Regions from separate parts of the Nomascus leucogenys genome. Here region 1 is linked to region 2. A link is a contact called in public Hi-C data. All regions are on one chromosome and are shown on one strand. The core of a region is the stretch at or near the end of the contact, and the rest is flanking DNA. Distances in the headings are between cores, read along the strand shown. Region 1 has its middle 59 kb from the start of PELI1. Region 2 holds the start of PELI1 (E3 ubiquitin-protein ligase pellino homolog 1).

The links. Hi-C and Micro-C count contacts between places; a contact is called where the count stands out from the background.
Region 1: a Hi-C map of a lymphoblastoid cell line shows a contact between it and region 2, with 2.5 times the contacts expected there. The contact joins the enhancer-like site here to the promoter of PELI1 in region 2. A contact is called at or near these places in 2 of 4 Hi-C or Micro-C datasets (a lymphoblastoid cell line and an unstated tissue).

The regions. Positions count from the first base shown.
Region 1 is chr14:28,808,021-28,811,445 of Asia_NLE_v1, reverse strand. No RefSeq gene overlaps it. Among named protein-coding and RNA genes, the nearest start is that of PELI1, 59 kb to the right of the region's middle. Within about 2 kb of position 1,720, the one cell type or tissue checked has an H3K27ac peak away from gene starts, as active enhancers do. A contact at or near this core is called in a lymphoblastoid cell line, where this site is marked.
Region 2 is chr14:28,749,269-28,752,676 of Asia_NLE_v1, reverse strand. PELI1 (E3 ubiquitin-protein ligase pellino homolog 1) reads left to right here and starts at 1,893. Exons shown (of 7, transcript XM_003262453.3): 1 at 1,893-2,289.

The DNA of each region.
Region 1 (3,425 bases), core at 471-2,970, 59 kb before region 2:
GGAATTCCCAGGAACAGCCAGGTCACTCCCCATGCTGCTTCCAGCACCCTCGTGTATGCTGATCACTCCTCCAGTGGAAGTGAAAATATTTAATACTTGGAGAACTTTGCAAAGGTCAACTGTGGCTAATAATCCATCCCCCTGAGAACCTCATACCACAAGAACACAGACACACGCACACACATGCATGCACAGACACTCAACTGGCTTAAGAGCATCAAGAGTCAAGGAGGTAGAGCAATTCCAGAACACTATTTTCTCTAGATGTCAACTTCCACAGAGCAGGGCCAGAGAGATTCTGAGACCTGTCCCCAGGGGAATTATTTCTAATACCCTTGATAAAATGTACAAAGCTAGGGTAGGAAGTAGCAAGGTGACAGCAGTGGTTAGGTGGAAAGGTTCTCTAAGAGAAAGAACTAATGAATTGGTTCAGTTGAAGTTTCTTTTATATATTTATTCCTGTCACCTTTCAAGTCAGCAGCTTTTTCCAGGTGACACGGCAAAAGGGCCTGGCAAGTGCACAGGGTTAAGCCAAGGACTATCAATACTGCTCCCTAAAATATTTTCGCCTCTGGTTTTGGGGATCTACTTCTTCTCGGGGTCTCTCCCGCTGCTTTCCTGGTAATAGCACCTAAAAGACCCATGAAACAAATCCCCAATTCAATACAAATTTATAGCTGAGTAAATATGAGCATAGGCTTTAGGAATCCACAGAATTGGAGCTTTGCTTAATACCAGCCGGGAAAATGTGGTTGTCAGTTAACCTCTCAGAGCATCTTCGAGGCTTGGTTTGCTTATCTATTAAATGAGTCTGAATAAGCCCTATTCCCCCAGGTTGTTGCTAGCATCAAACGAGAAATGTATGCAAAGCCCCAGTGCCATGGCTGACACACAGGAAACATTCAAGTGGTAGTGCATTTTCACTAAGTAAAAGGAGTAATGATTTCTTTAGTGGTTTCTTTTAACACAGGAGTTTCTATCCATCCCAAATAGAGGAAAGATATTCTAATAAACCAATCTAATAAACCAATTCTAATAAACCAATTTATGTGATTTGTGATTACACCGTACAACTCAAGTTCCTGTGGAATGCTTAGAGTAATGAATCCAAAGCTCTCAGCAAGCTCCCTGGGCCTGATTTTCAAATCCAAAGTTACTGTAGCAAAGAACTAAAGGAGAGGAAGAAAATCACCACTGTATTAAATATACCCTCCTCCCCTTTTTCCTAAAGGCTGTTTGTCCCCTTCTCTTGATAACTCTTCAGTTCCCAGAGAGCAGAGACTCTTGGGAAACAGGAAGTAGCAAAATGCCAGTGAGAAAATCCCCAGATGAAGAGCAGCAATAAGTCTCTGGGCAACAGTGTGGTCAAAAGGGGGAAATTCCCCCATCAGCCCTCAAAAACAGTCCCTCGGGAAAGCTTAGTGAAGGTTAATTTGGGAAATTCCCTCAGAGGCCATAGAACAGAAACGGAAAACTGCTGTTTAAGAGAAATCTGAACGGAGCAAGCCAGTTTGTGGCTGCCCGGGGTGCTCTCTGCATGAACCGCGCTGCTGCTCCTGCCTGACTTCCTCCTTTTCATCCTGATCCTGAGGGTAACCCTGAAGGGGTCCAGTTGCCAGAGCCACTTGACACCCACCCTGCCCAGGCTCCCAACCCAGGAGAATTAATGCCGCAACACCCAGCCTCTTGACATGAGCTGCTGCTAAAGCAGATTCGCCTCCCCGTTAGGACCTCCTGTGACCCACCCCAGCTCCTGTCCCCCTGGTAGACTAGCAAGCCACAGTCATCATACTGTGCATGTCCCTCACAGTCACTTGCTATAACAAGTCCATCAGGTTTTACTGGGTTTTAATCTAAATGTGACCTTAGGATGACATTTCTTAGTGCTGCTAAGCTCCAAGAGGCAGGGAGGAATCCTCCCCACAGAGAAGAAGAAAAAAAAATCACATAAACATTGTCCCATGAAAGGCTTAGAATGGAATATCCTCTGATCAGCTGAAGCGGAGAAAGCATATAAACACTGCTGGAAAGGGGCCTGGGTCAGGGGGAAGTACTGGCTCTACAGAGCCCTGACCTCCAGATGCAAGCGAGGCCCAGTTCCCTGCTGCAACCACCTCTCCGTGAATCATTTCCATTCCCATAGAACTTCTATTTGGTGTTTTGTTTTGTTTTTTACGTGTGACTTAAAATGACCATTTCAAGAAGATGACAAAAAGGAGATTTCAGTAGAAGGGAGAGGAAAGTAGACTCCATCATGATAGCCTAAATTTGTTCTACTGTATACTTATGCAAAATAGGTATCAAATTTTGGAAAAGAGATTTTAAAGGAGAAAGTACTCTGGGTTTAAAATTCTATTAAAAAATATGCTCTACTAGAGCGTGTATGCCTTTTTTATGTAATCAGGACCCACTGCTGTATGAGTCACAATTATAGATTCTACTTTCAAATATTTTTTGACTCCTAGAAAACAGCCCTGACAAAAACCACTTTTCTGATGTCTTCAAACAAACAGGTTCTTATTCACTTTCTTTCCTGTGGTTTTGTTAAGATTCTTTTCTCCAAAAATTGTAAAGATTGTCAGCCACCTAGTTTTTCCTATGCTTGAAAAAAAGCAATAAACCTCCTTTTTAGATTTGCAAGTTTCCTAGCAATTAGGAATTCATTTTGTATACACAAATAATAATTACAATCATTACATTTAAGCTACTTTCAAAGTCTCCTACACTTGAAAATTCTAGGTAGATTGTCAACATACTCTAAAGAATTATTCTTTCCATTTTTCATCTGAGAAACTAGCAGGTATTCAATTCTTAACTCCTAACAAGGAATATTTTTTATTTCAGGGAAAATTTTTCACTGGCTGTCAGCGCCACTATAGTTGTGAATGTGAAATCAATTAAACGAATATGCAGGTCAGCAAAAAAAAAAAAAAAAAAAAAAAATCTCTTTAATGCAGGCACAGATGAAACAGATTCCAACGTGGGGCTGAGAGTAATAAATAAACTAATAAAAAAAGGAAAGCATGGAGCAACTTTGATAGAAGTAAGCTGTTTGCCTTTGCCCTGGAAAGTTTATAGTGTTTTAAGCAATTGTAAACATGTCAGTATACGTGGATACCGTTTCCATAGCAGCATAGCAACAGTTAGGAGTTTCTCCAAACATATCCAAAGGAAACTAAAAATAGTCTGTCTTCAATATCAAAATACATACATATACATATTCAGACAACAGTACACAGAATGATGTGTAATGAGAAGTTCTGCAAACACCAACCTTTCACAAAAGTACATCACGGATAGTTTTAAAAACCATTGAGTTGAATGTTTTTAGAAATGGAGTAGAAACCAGAGTCTGAGGGAAAGCCACATGCCACGTTGAATTCTAAGATCAGAGGTCCTTGACAACAACTGCCTTCAGCCATTGC
Region 2 (3,408 bases), core at 644-3,143:
AAGCCAGTTAGAGCTGGGTTTTCTGCTGCTTTCAACCACAAGCATCATAATTCATAACTTTACTTTTCCCTTCACCCCCAAACCTAGGCAATTAGTCACGATGTTCTATATTCTATCCCCTGAATAGTGTCTGATTACCCTCAGTTTTCTCTTCTGCCACTGCCTTACATTAGTTCAGTCTCTCATGGTTTTTTCCCCTGTAATACTGTAACAGGTCCCATACATGCCACACTCCATAGAGTGATCTTTCTAAAATGCCTATCTTATCAAAATTTCATGTGCTTACAATTCTTGTGTGGCTTCCCATTGTTTCCAAGAAAAGGTCCATGTTCCTTAGCATATTGTGCAAGATTCTACATTATCTAAGCTGTCTCCCTTACCTTTTTCAGTGTCTCCTCCTGCCACTCCCCCAACTCCATTCTACTGCCAGCAATGCAACTATTTGCTGAACCAAAATACGTTTGGGTCTCACACCTCTAGGTATTTGCACTTGATGCCCTCCCCAACACCACCCCCAATGCTCTCACCCACCTCTCTCTTCCTCCTCCCCTACCAAAATGCACAAACATGCTAATTCCTAGTTATCTCAAGTGATCTTTGAAGCATTTCCTGATTTTGCCCACATCTGTGGATAGCTGTGCATTTTCCTATTGTAGTACTTCTCAAATTAAGTCTATTTACCTGTCTCCTCCTTTGCATAGTAAGCACTCTGAAAATAAGAATGTTTCTTTTACATTTTTGTATCTCTATTTCTGGGGCTCAAAACAGTGCCTAGCACAAGTAGACACTCAACAAGCATTTTTTGAATGAGCGTATAATTGTATAGTCTGTAGATATAAGGATTTCTGATCTTGAGACTCCCTGAAAGCCTTGCTCCAAAAGTGTGTCTGATTCCCAAGCATTAATCTTTTTCTTCCAGGGTGTGGGGTTCTAGGTAGGCAGAGAAGGAAAACAAAAACGCTCAGGACGTGTTGCCTTTAGCTCTCTGGAGAGCCAGTAATGTGTCCTGCCTTTCTCCACCCTCCTCCCTACCACCTATCCACACCTGGGTGCCCAAGATGGGTGTAGACTTAGCTGACCAGCCCAACAACATACTCATACCTTGGTTCAGACTGCTCTTATTACCAAACTAAAGTTGGCCAATACATATAAACAATTTTCAACTTGTCTTTTCAACGTATACTTTATAAAATTTGTATGTCTTAAAAACTGTAGGCCTTAAAATGAACGAACCCGGATTCTTTTATAGTAATCAAGTAAAATACAGGGGTCTTAATCCTGTACTTTGCCTTTGCTAATCTTAAAGTTAGATGTGACTAACTGAGCAAAGTAATTAATTACAGGATTTTGATAGTGGTGATATTCCTAAATTTTATAACTTAATTGTTCAATTACTGGAAACAACTACATTTCAACAAGTCTTAGGTAAAGAAAATTGAATTTAGAGATGATTCAATTGAGGGAAGTGAGGGACAGAGGAATTTATGATTTAGGGTTTGTGGAAGATAAATTACGCAGCAGGGAAGACTGAAATATGGAGAGGAAGTCAGACCTCACTGGGTACTTACGACTGGTGAGGCTAGGAGTTGGGGGTGGAGCGAAGTAGGAAGGACCGTCTAAGGGCTGGATCCCCAACAACACCTTAATACAAGACCGCCCTTGTTCAGCCAACAGCAGCACTGAACACGTTCGCTAAGTGTGTCGGTGACCCTGGTAACGGTGGGAGGGGGCGGCCCAAACCTCGCCCTCGAGCATGCTCAGTGCAGAGTGAGCCTGGTCGGGTGCTGGACAACAATGCATCCCTTTTTTCTTCAAGCGGAGAACTACAATTCCCAAGAGCCTTCTCGGCGCGGCGACACCGCCTTCCGCTGTGGCCCTGCCCCGTCCCCTCCCTCAGGCCCCGCCCTACGGCTAGACCCCTCCCCTCCCTGCGAGTGTGTGTCAGTGACCCAGAGGCTGTGTGAGGCGGAGGGACCGTCGGGGGGCGCCGCCGCCGCCTCCACCAGCAGCAGTAGCAGCAGCAGCAGCGCCAGCCCCGCGGCGCGGTCGAATTGGTCCCCAGCCCTCCGGGAGCGCACCACAAAGCAGCCCCAGCGCCTCTCCCTGCGTCCGCAGCTCCTCAGCGCTCGGCTCCGTGGTCAACTTCCCCTCGCTGGGCTCGGCTGGCTGGCGCGGAGGGCAGCGGCGGAACGGCAGGCTGTCTACTCGCGCTCCCCGCGCACAACAGTTCACCCTCTCGCCTCGGGTCTCGGGGGCGTCTCTGGGATCCCGGCCACCAGCAATTGTCCGGTAAGTGTGGCCGCGGGATGGATGGCGGCGGGGCCGCCGAGGGGCGCGGGGAGGGCGGGCGCGCAACTTCCTCGGCGGCTTCCCTAGCGGCCAGCCAGCCGGCTCTCCCTGCCCGCCTGCGCGCCCCTGCGCCCCCGCGGCGGCGGGGAGCGGAGTTTGCGGCGCCTCCATCCCGCGCCCTGGCTGGAGGAAGCGCCTTTGTCAGGAACCGGCCCTGTGCGGCCTCCCCCTCCGCCCGGGAGCGGGGCGCGCGGCGGCGAACTCCGAGCCCCGCGCCTGGCTGGCTGCGCGCTCCGGCTGCGAGAGGGGAGCTCTGCGGGTGGCGGGGAGGAGAGGGAAATGAGAGAAACAAAAGGGGCGGTGGGTTTCCCTTTTGTTTGTGCGGATCTGATAACTTCTTTTCCTCCCTTACATAACGCAGACTTCAAGTTAGTCATTCTTTTTATTGTTATGATTGTTGTCATCATCTCTGCGCGTCTTTCACATTTCCTTTCATCTTTGGATCTCAGAGCATTTTAAACACACTAATTAATTTCACTCCCGGGTCCCCTAGGAAACAAGTTAATACGTCCGTTTCCCTAAGTGGGTAAACTGAGGTCGTGAAAAGCTCTCTAATTGATGGATATGCTTGATCTTCTACCGCGCCCAGTGTCTGAGGATATGAAAGCGTTTATGAGGAAGAACCCGTTCTCCAAAGCCCCGTGGAAAAGTTAAAGATACTCATTTTACTTACAGGTTAACTGAAGTCCAAAAGATGTCTAGGTAATTGTTACGTAGTTCAAACCATAATTCTTCTTACATAGTGTTTGAATCTTAAAACCTCTAAAGACTTAGTGAAAAATGCCCCGAGTAGGGAAATTAATGTAAATCATAAACTCACGTCACCATCTACTTTTATTTTTGTACGTGCAGGTCTTGTAAGAGAGCAAGAATGGGACAGAGGGCAGAGGTTTTTAAAAAATGTACATTTAACAGATTTTAATCACTACACACAAGGAAATGTGCCTTGGTTTTAACAGCACCAACAATATTCCTGTCGTTTAGTCATCAAACAGTATATCAACAAATATTATTGAGAACTTTGTTCATAAGGTGCTGGTTGTGCTAAAAACTGAAGCT